Regions from separate parts of the Mus musculus genome. Here regions 2 and 3 are each linked to region 1. A link is a contact called in public ChIA-PET and HiChIP or PLAC-seq data. All regions are on one chromosome and are shown on one strand. Each heading gives the region's core, a stretch centred on a gene start, on an enhancer-like site or on the middle of the called end of the contact. The rest is flanking DNA. Distances are from core to core; before and after follow the strand shown.

Region 1 (3,437 bases), core at 56-2,555:
CTGCTCACCTGCTCTACTTTGCCCCTTCTGCCGATGCTCTGCGCTCTGCCTCCTGACACGGTCTTCACCATTCCCGCTCTGGCGTAAGCCCCAGCAGACTGGGTGGGGAGTCCGTAAGGATGGGGCGCTCTGGTCTGCGATGGGGCCACGGAGGAGACCAGAGTGGGCTGCACCAGCCACTGCAGGTCTGGGCTGGTGGAGATGGCTGTCACCGTGGGGATAAAGTTGGCACTAGAGACGGACAGATCTGCGCAAAAGTCCTGAAACAAAACAAAAAGAGGAAAGCGGAGGTGAGCGAGGAGGTTCCAGACACAGGTGGAGCAAGTGGCCCTAGTGTCGCATGAAGCAGGGAGAGAGAAGCATTCCGGTCAGAGACTGCTTATGTCTTCCTGTATGCACCTCATCGGAGATAAAAGCTCTCCCAATATCCTCCCTTGAATTCCGCAGCGCAGCCTTTCTCCTCCATCCTACTGCTGCGTTCCCGTTATCCCTTCGGCATCACTCGCTCGAAAGGGGGTTTGTTATAAATATCCCTGACGTCTGCGCTGACGCAGGCGCTGCTCCGGAGTCTCCAGAATGAACTCGCTTTTTATCAATGAAACTGCCTTACACACCCGCCCGCAGCACCCTCCTCCCTCCTCCCTCCTCCCTGCTCCAGGCTGCCCCGGGAGGGGGGATTGCCGCGGTTTGCCGCCTCCCAAACTCTAGTTAGCGACTCTTTGCTCGAGACTTGTTGGCCCCGGCTGATCTCAGAAACAAGTCGGCCGAGAGAAGAATGCAGGCAGGCCACTCAGAATAAACCTGCCGCGCGGGAAGGGGTCACTAAGTCTTACTATGACAAGTGTGCACGCGCTCAGACAAGTCCTGGGTTCCCAGGCTAAGGCTGCTCTGACCGCGCCAGTCTCCCTCCAGAGCGAAAAAGGAAGACCCCCCCGCCCCTGCGAGTCACACCCCAGTGTCTCCTCCACGGCGACCCTCAGCGCGGACCTGGCGGCTACACAAAGCCAAACTCACCTGTGTGTTGACAGGAGAGCCCATGCTGGAGAAGGAGTCGGCTGGGGAATGGTAGTAGGAAAGGCTGTCCCCGGCCGGGGAGGCGCTACTGCAGCGGGAGGATGACGCCTCGTAGTCGGCGTTGAAACCCGAGAACATCATGGTCGAAGTTTGGGGAAAGCCCGGCAAGGGGTCCAGGGGTAGACACTGGTGGGAGCTGCAGAGCAGAGCTGGGTGGGAGCGCGGTCACTGCTCGTTCGCGGAACCGCCGGCTCTATCCAGTCTTCTCAGTTGCTCGCTGCAGTCGCGGTTGGAGTAGTAGGCGCCTCAGCTGGCGCCTTTATAGAAGCGCTGTGAATGGATGGACTTCCTACGTCACTGGGCGGAACTGGAAGGGGGGGGAAGCGCGCCCCAAGGCCCTCTGCGGGCGCTCTGTCGTCAACTCTACGCCCCAGGCTTTCAACCCCCGTCTTGGCATACATCTTTCACCTATGAGTGTTCACATTTGGGATCTTAGGGGGTCTCCTAGACCTTCCGCGTGTAGGATTTCGGAGATGGTCCCCCCCCCAGAACAACAGGGACCGGCCGTGGAAACCTGCTGACGCAGATGTCCTAATATGGACATCCTGTGTAAAGGAGGGAGGGATTGACGGGAACAGCTCGCCGGCTGCAGCCAACTCTGAGGGTGCAGCGCAGGGGGGGAACCGGGGCCGCGGCCGGGGGAGGGGAGGCGGGAAAGGCAGAGAAGGCGAGCGAACATTCGCACCTGATTCAATGTGGACCCGGTTCCCAGGGTCAAGGGATGAGACCCGGGTCATTGTCCAGCAATCTGGAACTTTTTTTTTTTTTTTGAGTCTCTGGTATTAGGAGAAGCAAGTACGCAGCCTTAAAGGCTCGAAGCCTCTGTTCCTAAAGGAAAGCTTGCCCACATCAGCCCCCCATCCCAAATCAGTGCAGAGAAGAAAAAGGGGGGGTCAGCTTCTCAGCCCCTCTCTCCAGCTCCTTGCCTGGAGAAACTTTAGGACTGAGGTTGGAAGCAGCAAGTGAAGGATTGTAAATAAGTGTACAATAACCTGATTTAACTACAGTACTGGGTTCATTCATAAATTCGTGTTTTAAAGGACGGCAGCACCTACTCCCCGACCCTTAGCCACTTAGAGCTATCAAGGCGACAGTCCCCGTTGACACTGACGGATAAACATTGTGCAAAACCACCCTACAAGTATGCCTGAAGGGGTCGTATGTTTAGTTTTGAGCTGAGACCAGAGGGCGAGTCGGGGCAGGGGGGGAGCTCAGAATTACAAAGTGAGGTGAGCTCGGGGGGGGGGGGGGAGGAGAAAGCAAGTCGGTGCTGGGGAGATGGGGGTCTGAATACGTGCAGCCTGGAAACTGCGCTTACAAGGAACCCGCCTGCAGCGGGTGATTTTCCAGATCGGACTTGGGAAGGGGGGTGGGGGCGCAGAGGGGACGGGAAGAAAGGTTCCCAGCTGTGCCGAGATTTTGGCGTCTGGGACCTGAGAACAGCTTTGAGTCTTGGAAGATGGAACTTTGAAGAGGTCAGGTGCTTCAGTGTAGAACAAACACACCCCTACTTGCCCTCGGCCTCCTGTCCTTCCGCAGAGGACAAGCCGGGTTAGACTGACTGGGCCGGTCACCTCTGGGATAGGAAACCGCAGATCCTCGCAGAACTCATGTGTCCCCCTCGTCTCCATTCTGAGGGTCCCAAGGGTCAAGCCAAACGGTGGGCATTCCAAGACGGACTAGAGAGGATTAGGACAGCGGATGGATCTTTAGGGGCGCAAGGGGTGCAGAACCACAAACCTGCCTCGGGCCGCCGCACCCGGGAGCTAGGCGATCTTTCTATAGATAGTAACAGCGAAGCGGCTGTTTACAGCAACACAGCGCCGCCAGGGCCGTCTCCAGGCGACGGAGCGGCCGGGCGCACGGTCCGCCCATCCAGGCCACCCGCCCTCCCTGCTCCCTAGGAACCTCTGCCTCCCTGGCCAGGCTGCGTCCGCTCCCGCCGACTGACATCACCCTCGGGTTCGGGGGGCTGATCCCGGCTGGCTCCTGCCTCTGCGTTAGCCTCCATTCTTAGAGATCCAAACCCAGCGGGAGCGGGGAGGGCAGGGAGGCGGGGATTCGTGGAAATAGGCCACTTGCTATTTTTGCATTCCCTGTCACAGGCAGAGGTGAAAACAGAATTTCATCATTGTATGTCATTAGTTTATGTTGGTGGGAATTTAGGCCCCCCTTTTTTTTCTCACTCGGAAGAGGGGGGAGGGAAAGAGAACAACACGATATAGAAACACAGGCTTCGTGTAGCTGCTCAATCCTGAAGGGATTTCGTGGCCTGCAGCTCGTCTGTCATGTGCTCCCACCGTTCTTTACTGTGAAAGGGAGAGACAGAAAAATTATGCAGACGTCTTCCCTCTTGTTAATTT
Region 2 (3,226 bases), core at 195-2,694, 270 kb before region 1:
AGTCAAAGATTGCTACCAGAGAAAAGACCAGCATTCCTAAAATTGGTGGAACTGGTGTACTGATAAAGGCTGGGGAGAAACACCATCAAAAAACGATCATATTTTAATTAGTATGCTTCCTACAGGCTAGGAAAAACTGTGGATGAAAGAAAAAGTCCTTTGTTTGTGACCCCCGCCCCATTAATCTTCAATGTCACTGACAGTCACAATCACCCAACTACACTGTCAGTCCACACCCAACCACAAAGCCACCCAAGAGTCATAAAGTCTGTGAACCAGAAAACTACAGCTTCTCTCATCGTCAGGTACCCTCTAACATACTCAGCCCCATCATGGTGAGATGCTCTCTCTCTTTGGAACAGCCGTCCACACACACACCCGCCCTCTACTCACCTGATTGCCAAACACAGCCACGGAGCAGGCTGTTGAAACCTCATCAGCTCCAAACCAGACCGAAGCAATGCGTGAGGGCATGCCCAGAATGAAGACCTGTGCCACAGAGCAGATGACCTGACCCACCATTGTGACCGGGAAGAGGTGAGGCTCTAGGCTGCCCAGCTTTACCCAGGCTCCCAGGCAATTGAGAGCTGAGCCGGTGATAGCGATGGTTCGAAGACCAAATTTCTCCAGCATCCAGGCCACGGGCAGGAGCAGAGGGATGTAGGTCAGCATGTAGCACATGGACAGCCAATCAATGGCAAAGGCACTGACACCGTAGAAGTTCATGAAGATGTTATTGATGGAGCCGTACTGAATCCACTGGAAGGCATTGCACAAGGAGTAGCAACTGAACACCAGGACCACGACCCAACGACGCTTGCTCACCTTGATCACGCTGTCTTCTCTAACCAAGCTACTATGATGGGTCAAACCGCTGGGTTGAGCCAAGGTACTGGGGAGTGCTGAACTGCTGGGACGGACAGAGACGCTGGGGTCGATGGAGACACTAGGATGGATGGAGACACTGGGGTGGCCTGAGACGCTGGGGTGGCCTGAGACGCTGGGGTGGCCTGAGACGCTGGGATGGATGGAGCCGCTGGGCTGGGTGGAGTAGCTGGTGTCCATCTGGAATTCCGACTCTGGCGCAGGTCTGTCATTGCTCTCCTCCTGGTTGAGACTTTCATTCACCATGACCACAACGAGCTCCTGAATCCCAGGCACGTACTGACTCCTACAGTCTTATGGGTCAGCAGCCTTTTGCCTGTCCCCCTAGAGCTGAGGCAACACTTCTCCGGGAGCGCACCTCTGTTAGCGGAGAAATCGAGATCTCAGGTTCCTACGATCACTCCCTAGCAAACTGTTGTCCCCCAAGTTGGCCGCAGACGCCTTGCCACGCGTTCCAGGCTGTCCAGATGAAGCGTTGACCGTCCTGGAAAAAGTTTGACTCCTGAACAGCGAACTGTGGCAGGGCGAGCTCGGTTTGCTCCCGGGCAGGCTGGGGCCTCGCCCCCTCGGGCGCACGTGACCGCCCCGCCCCCCGGCCTGCCCGGCTCCCCACGCCCCTCAACCCCTCCCACCCAGGATCCCCTGCCTCCTTGAGCGGGGCTCGCAAGGCGCCGCTCTTGTTTCGCCATAGGTTGGGGTGTACATTCCTCTCCGACGTCCCCGGTGTCATGGAAACCGCCCGGTTAGCCCCCACCCCTACACTTTCCCTAAATTCACTTGTCCCCCCCACTCCCAGAGGTCTTCGTTGGTAAATGAGGACTTCGCCTCACGCCCTTCCGAGGTCAGAGTCTTCTCGGGGCCAGCGGGCGTGCACCGAGGCTCGGAGTCCCTAAACTGCTCAGGGGGATCCGAGAGAGATCCCTACCTTCCTCTCTTTTGCTGGGCTCTCCAGGTGACAGTTCAGTGTGCCTGGTGAAAGGAATGCTTGCTTTTCTCAGAGACCTCCCAGCCGACAAAGACTTATTTTGGTGAACTCGTATATGAACTTGTTTAGTGTCTGACGGGTCCCTGAGGTCTCCCACTAGGGAACCCCGCGAGCCAAGCATAGCCTGGAGGGAAAGTTGTGGAACCAAGTCTCTGCGCAGGCTCTGGGAGTGAGGCAACGAAGTGACTCATACAGCCTCGTAGCCCTCCGCTGCCACCTACCGATCCCCTGAGCGTCACCTCTTAGCCTGGAAGCAAGGCTTTCAGAGAAGGAATGCTGGCTTGCGCTGGTCCCTACAACTCCATGGGTTCACAGTGATAAAGAACCCAAAATTTAGGTTGGATTCCGGTTTAGCGACTTAGGCGTGTAACAATAGGTCACTGAACACCACTTCTGAGCTCCCGTTTCTTTTGCAAAATGTAGATGGTGAAATAATGGCCCTTAGAAAAATCCAGCCAGGCGTGGTGGCACACACCTTTAATCCCAGCACTCGGGAGGCAGAGGCAGGTGGATTTCTGAGTTCGAGGCCAGCCTGGTCTACAGAGTGAGTTCCAGGACAGCCAGGGCTATACAGAGAAACCCTGTCTCGAAAAAAAAAAAAAAAAAAAAAAGAAAAATCCCTGGCTGATAATTCGTTCAACAAATGTTTCCTATCCTGCCAAAAGGCTAGCATTTGTTGCCACGGGGTAAATGTGCTTCATGGGTGAGCATGCCGGGCATTCTATAATGTAGTTACTATTGCTTGCCCTGGGTGTGTGTGTCTGTATGTGTGCATGTGTATGGTGTATGTGCAGGCACTCAAGGCTTTGAAAACATCGAGCTGTAAGCTCTCGGCCTTCTTGCCTCGTGCTATAGACAAGAAAACAAGCCTTTTAGAACTCAGTTAACTAAGGTCCCAGCTGGCCTGAAAAGTCATACTTCCCATCATTCAAGCTACCACACAGTTACATAAGAGCAGTCTGAGCTGCAGCCTGGGTGGCTCCTGGAAACCTGGTGGTGTTTTTGTTTTGCCTTTTTTGTCTGTTTTGGCTTGGTCTTTTTGAGACAGGGTTGCTCAGGGTAACCTTGAATTCCACACCCTCTCAATCCTAAATGGTGAGTTTACAGGTGTATATCACCATGCCCGCCCCCCTGCCAAGCTTGTTTCAAGGGAAGATTCCCAGATCCCCAGGTTCAGCCCAGAACTCCTGAATTAGAACATTTGAACAGAATCTCCAGGTGATTCATGTGTGTTCACACGTTGAATCTTGAGGGACACTGCTTCCTTGTCCTCCCCGACCCCCCCCCCCTTTTAAAGCTCTGCAGTGGTGTTTACAACTTGAGTCTGCACATTAGAATCAAGAATAGGTGATGGCG
Region 3 (3,641 bases), core at 535-3,034, 320 kb after region 1:
CACACACACATACACAGAAATAAAGAATAAGTTTTAAGCCAGGCAGTGGTGGCACACACAGTTATTCCCGGCCCTGGGGAGGCAGAGGCAGGCAGGTCCCTAGGAGTGTGAGCCTTGTGACGACATTGCACTTTTGTCTGTTGTGATTGTTGCTGCTAATGACATTTGTGTGTGGACTTTCACAGGAGTGAAACCCTGGATCGTACATAACTGTAAATTTAACTTTGTGAGCATCGACTAACACACTTTCTGCAGAGTCTTATCATCCACATCCCTGACAGCAGTGTAAGGTCCCCGTTTCCCCAGAACACTGTCAAGCCTTGCTATGGTAATTTGTCTAACTATGGCCATCCAGTGGATATCAGCGATGCGTTGTTGTGGTTTTAATTTGCATTCCCTTAAGAACCAATGATATTAAATATCTTCTCATCTATTTACTGGTTGTTTTTATATCTTCTTTGAGGAAATTATTAAAATCCTTTGCTCAGTTTTGAATTTTTTGTCTTTAGCTTGTTAAAATGTGTCCGTGTGAATAAAAATGGACCTCATAGACTCATGTATTTAAATGCTTTGTGACAAGGGAGTGACACTCTTTGCTAGGATTAGAAGGGTTAGGAGGTGTGGTCTCACTGGAGGAAGTGTGTTTTCAGGTTTTGAAAGCCCATACCAGACCCAAGCTACTTCTCTTCTTCTCTCTCTTTCTCTTCTCTTCTCTTCTCTTCTCTTCTCTTCTCTTCTCTTCTCTTCTCTTCTCTTCTCTTCTCTTCTCTTCTCTTCTCTTCTCTTCTCTTCTCTCTTTTCTTCTCTCTCTCTCTCTTCTCCTCTGTCTCTCCCCCTCCCCCCTCCCTCTCCCCCTTAAGATGCTTTAGGGATGATGAGATGACCTCATGGTTGGGAGCACTGGCTGCTTGTCCAGAGGATCGGGGTTCAATTTCCTGCACCCACATGGTAGCTTAGAACTGTCTGTAAGTCCAATTTCAAGAATCGAACACCGCACACAGACATATTTGCAAGCGAAACACCAATATACATAAGATAAAAATAAATAACTCAAAAATTAAAAGGTTGTTTTATTTTAATAAAGAGATAAATCTGGGGCTGGTGACGTGGTTTAGTGCATAAGGTGCTGCCATTTGAGCCTGGTGACCTGAGTGTGATCCCCAGAGACGACAACAGCTCTGGGTGAGGAAGGGGTGTGGAGGAGGAAGAGGAGTCAGAGGAGACCGGTGTGGAAAACTACCAGAGACAAGGTCACAGCAAAGCGCAGAGTGGCTTCTGACAAGTAAGGGGGTCGGGGTCGTTTGTGCCTTTCTTGGGAATGCATTTCTGACTCCAGGTTAGGATTCGGTGCTGCTCAACTCCGAACCACTCGCCTGACCTTAGAGCCCAGGAAGCCCTGGGCAGATTGATCTGTGAAGCCATAGAGGCAGCTCTACCCTAAGCCCTAGGGCAGAGTACACACCCAACAGAGAAACATTGACTAACTGAAGTAGTGAATGAAGAAAGTCTCTTGAACGTGCTGTGGTTAAGTTTCATTGGCTTAGAGGTCTAAGGCAGCCACATCCCTGGGTGACAATAGACCTTTTCTCTCCCTGCTACACTCAGTCACCCACATCCATCCCCACTGACTCCCACTCCTGAGTTCCTGGCCTTGCAAACTCTAGGGCTTTAAGGGCTGTCAGAAGCCGAGGAGAACGATGATTGGAGGTTTATTCTAACGGGTTGAGGATGAGCTCATCCTTAGCCAATGGCTGGCAGGCACCCGGCTAGACGCCCCACCCCCGCCCCCAGGCACCTGCGGAAGGGTGGTAGGCACAGACGGAGCCTTGCAGAAGGTGAAGGGACAGCGTTGGCGGGAAGGCCCGGAGCTCTGGCACGCGGACAGGTATAGTATTTGGTCTGCTCTTGAGCCATCCTCTCAGGAGAGGAGGCTTCCCCTCCCTGCCTCAGCCCGACCTCCTTGGACGTTCCCTATAGTGATGCACCTTGTGTGCCGGGGTCGTGCACGCGCTGCTTGCTTGACGTGTATAGTCTTAGGCACGCGGCTCCGAAAGCTGGACCCGCAACTCGCAGCCCTGCGCAGCCGGCGTCGGTGCCCCAGCACAGGCCTCGAAGCTACCTATCCCGCTGGGCCTGGCAGAGCAGGAAGGCCGCCTTTCTCCATCTCCTGGCCTCCTGGCTGCTTGGATATGTGCGTTTCCTCCCCACCTCTTCCTTTATCCTGTGTCTCTTTCCTTGCCGAGGTGGAAAAGATCCAGGGAGAAAAGCTACCCCCTGGTCATTTTCCAGGGTACCCGAGACAGCAACGGTGGCTGCTAGGCTGCTGTGAGGGACAGGGACCGCACTGCTGGCTGCTTTCTCTTTGCCCCTTCCCCTCTGGCAGCCGCCACTCTTATCCCTTGGGCCATTGGGGTCACACATTGCTTGGGGAGGAGTTACTGTCAGGTCCTTGGGAGGGCGCACAGGCCCCTGGACTTCTGGGATAGCCTCCATAGGGCTGGGTCACCCTGACACTCTCGCTGAACTCCACATGAACTGGCATCTAATCTGTCAATCACCTCATCTCCCAGGGGGCTTTGATGAGCTCGCCATTCCGGCTTGGAGCCTGGGTATTGGGGGGGGGGAGTTCCCCACTTGCTGACTCAGGACCTCTCTGGGCCAAAGGTTTTGTCTGGGGAGAGGTACCCCTGAGCTGAATGGAACTTCACAAGGAAGACAGGGAGGAGGGGAGACCTGAGGTGGAGGAGAGGTGAGACCAGCTTTAAGCCAGTGTGTGACTTTGGTATGTTTACTATGCTCTTGACACTAGGTTTACTCTGTGGACACCCCTCAAAGGCAGCTGTGGGTCACAGGTACCCCCAGTTTTCCGTGCTCCGTTCATACAGCATGGTATTTGTGGAGCTGAATTTGAGTGGAAAAGAAAAGAAAGCCCCCCCCCCACACACACACACTGCTGTGTTAATCTATCATTGCCACACTGAGGTAGGACCCAGCTCAAAGACGGGACCTTACCATCGCTCGTCCCTCCAGCTTTTGGATGTGAACATCTGTCTCTCCAATGTTTAGTAGAGGAAGCTGGAGTACAGGTAGGGGTGTGGCTCCCAACACGTGTCTCCCCTAAGACCTTTGCTTCTTACAGGTCACAACAGCAGGGCCACTATGAGCCTGGTAGCCTGTGAATGTCCACCTGGACCAGGCCTGGAGCCAGAGCCCTGTTCACGAGCACGGTCCCAGGCCTGCATGTACCTGGAACAGATTCGTAACCGGGTAGCTACAGGGACAGCCGATGTGACCAAACGTGACTACCTGGTAGATGCAGCTACACAGATCCACCTGGCACTGGAGCGAGATGTCAGTGAAGACTACGAGGCTGCCTTCAACCACTACCAGAATGGTGTGGACGTGCTACTCCGCGGTGTGCATGGTATGGGTGGGAATGTGTGTGGACAGAAGGTGGACAGGAGAGGGCCAGTGGAGGGTCCTTTGTCTCTATCCATACTAGGGCATTGTGTTAACCCTGCCTGACTTCCGTGAAGGACATTTCTGAGGACTTAGATTTATTAAGGCATTTCTACCTGGCAGACCCCATTAGGTTTTCACTATATTAACTCATTCAAGTCTCACATTAATAGAAGTATATA

Evidence for each region. ChIA-PET counts read pairs in DNA pulled down with a chosen protein or histone mark. HiChIP or PLAC-seq counts read pairs in DNA pulled down with a chosen protein or histone mark.
Region 2: an RNA polymerase II ChIA-PET map of memory CD8 T cells shows a contact between it and region 1, with 61 read pairs. The contact joins the promoter of Flvcr2 here to the promoter of Fos in region 1. A contact is called at or near these places in 5 of 115 datasets of contacts at active chromatin or transcription factors (embryonic midbrain, embryonic stem cells, memory CD8 T cells and 2 more) and 1 of 9 other capture datasets (adipose tissue).
Region 3: an H3K27ac HiChIP or PLAC-seq map of trophoblast stem cells shows a contact between it and region 1, with 9 read pairs. The contact joins the promoter of Rps6kl1 here to the promoter of Fos in region 1. A contact is called at or near these places in 1 of 39 promoter capture datasets (embryonic stem cells), 1 of 15 datasets of contacts at CTCF or cohesin (embryonic stem cells), 15 of 484 Hi-C or Micro-C datasets (B cells, the C2C12 cell line, brown adipocytes and 6 more), 8 of 115 datasets of contacts at active chromatin or transcription factors (SST interneurons, embryonic stem cells, epiblast stem cells and 3 more) and 2 of 9 other capture datasets (adipose tissue and embryonic stem cells).

The regions. Positions count from the first base shown.
Region 1 is chr12:85,471,758-85,475,194 of GRCm38.p6, reverse strand. It overlaps Fos (FBJ osteosarcoma oncogene), which reads right to left and starts at 1,305. Exons shown (of 4, transcript NM_010234.3): 1 at 1,015-1,305; 2 at 9-260. The coding sequence starts at 1,155.
Region 2 is chr12:85,744,757-85,747,982 of GRCm38.p6, reverse strand. Flvcr2 (feline leukemia virus subgroup C cellular receptor 2) reads right to left here and starts at 1,444. Exons shown (of 10, transcript NM_145447.2): 1 at 394-1,444. The coding sequence starts at 1,131.
Region 3 is chr12:85,149,407-85,153,047 of GRCm38.p6, reverse strand. It overlaps Rps6kl1 (ribosomal protein S6 kinase-like 1), which reads left to right and starts at 1,784. Exons shown (of 11, transcript NM_146244.4): 1 at 1,784-1,885; 2 at 3,140-3,424. The coding sequence starts at 3,160.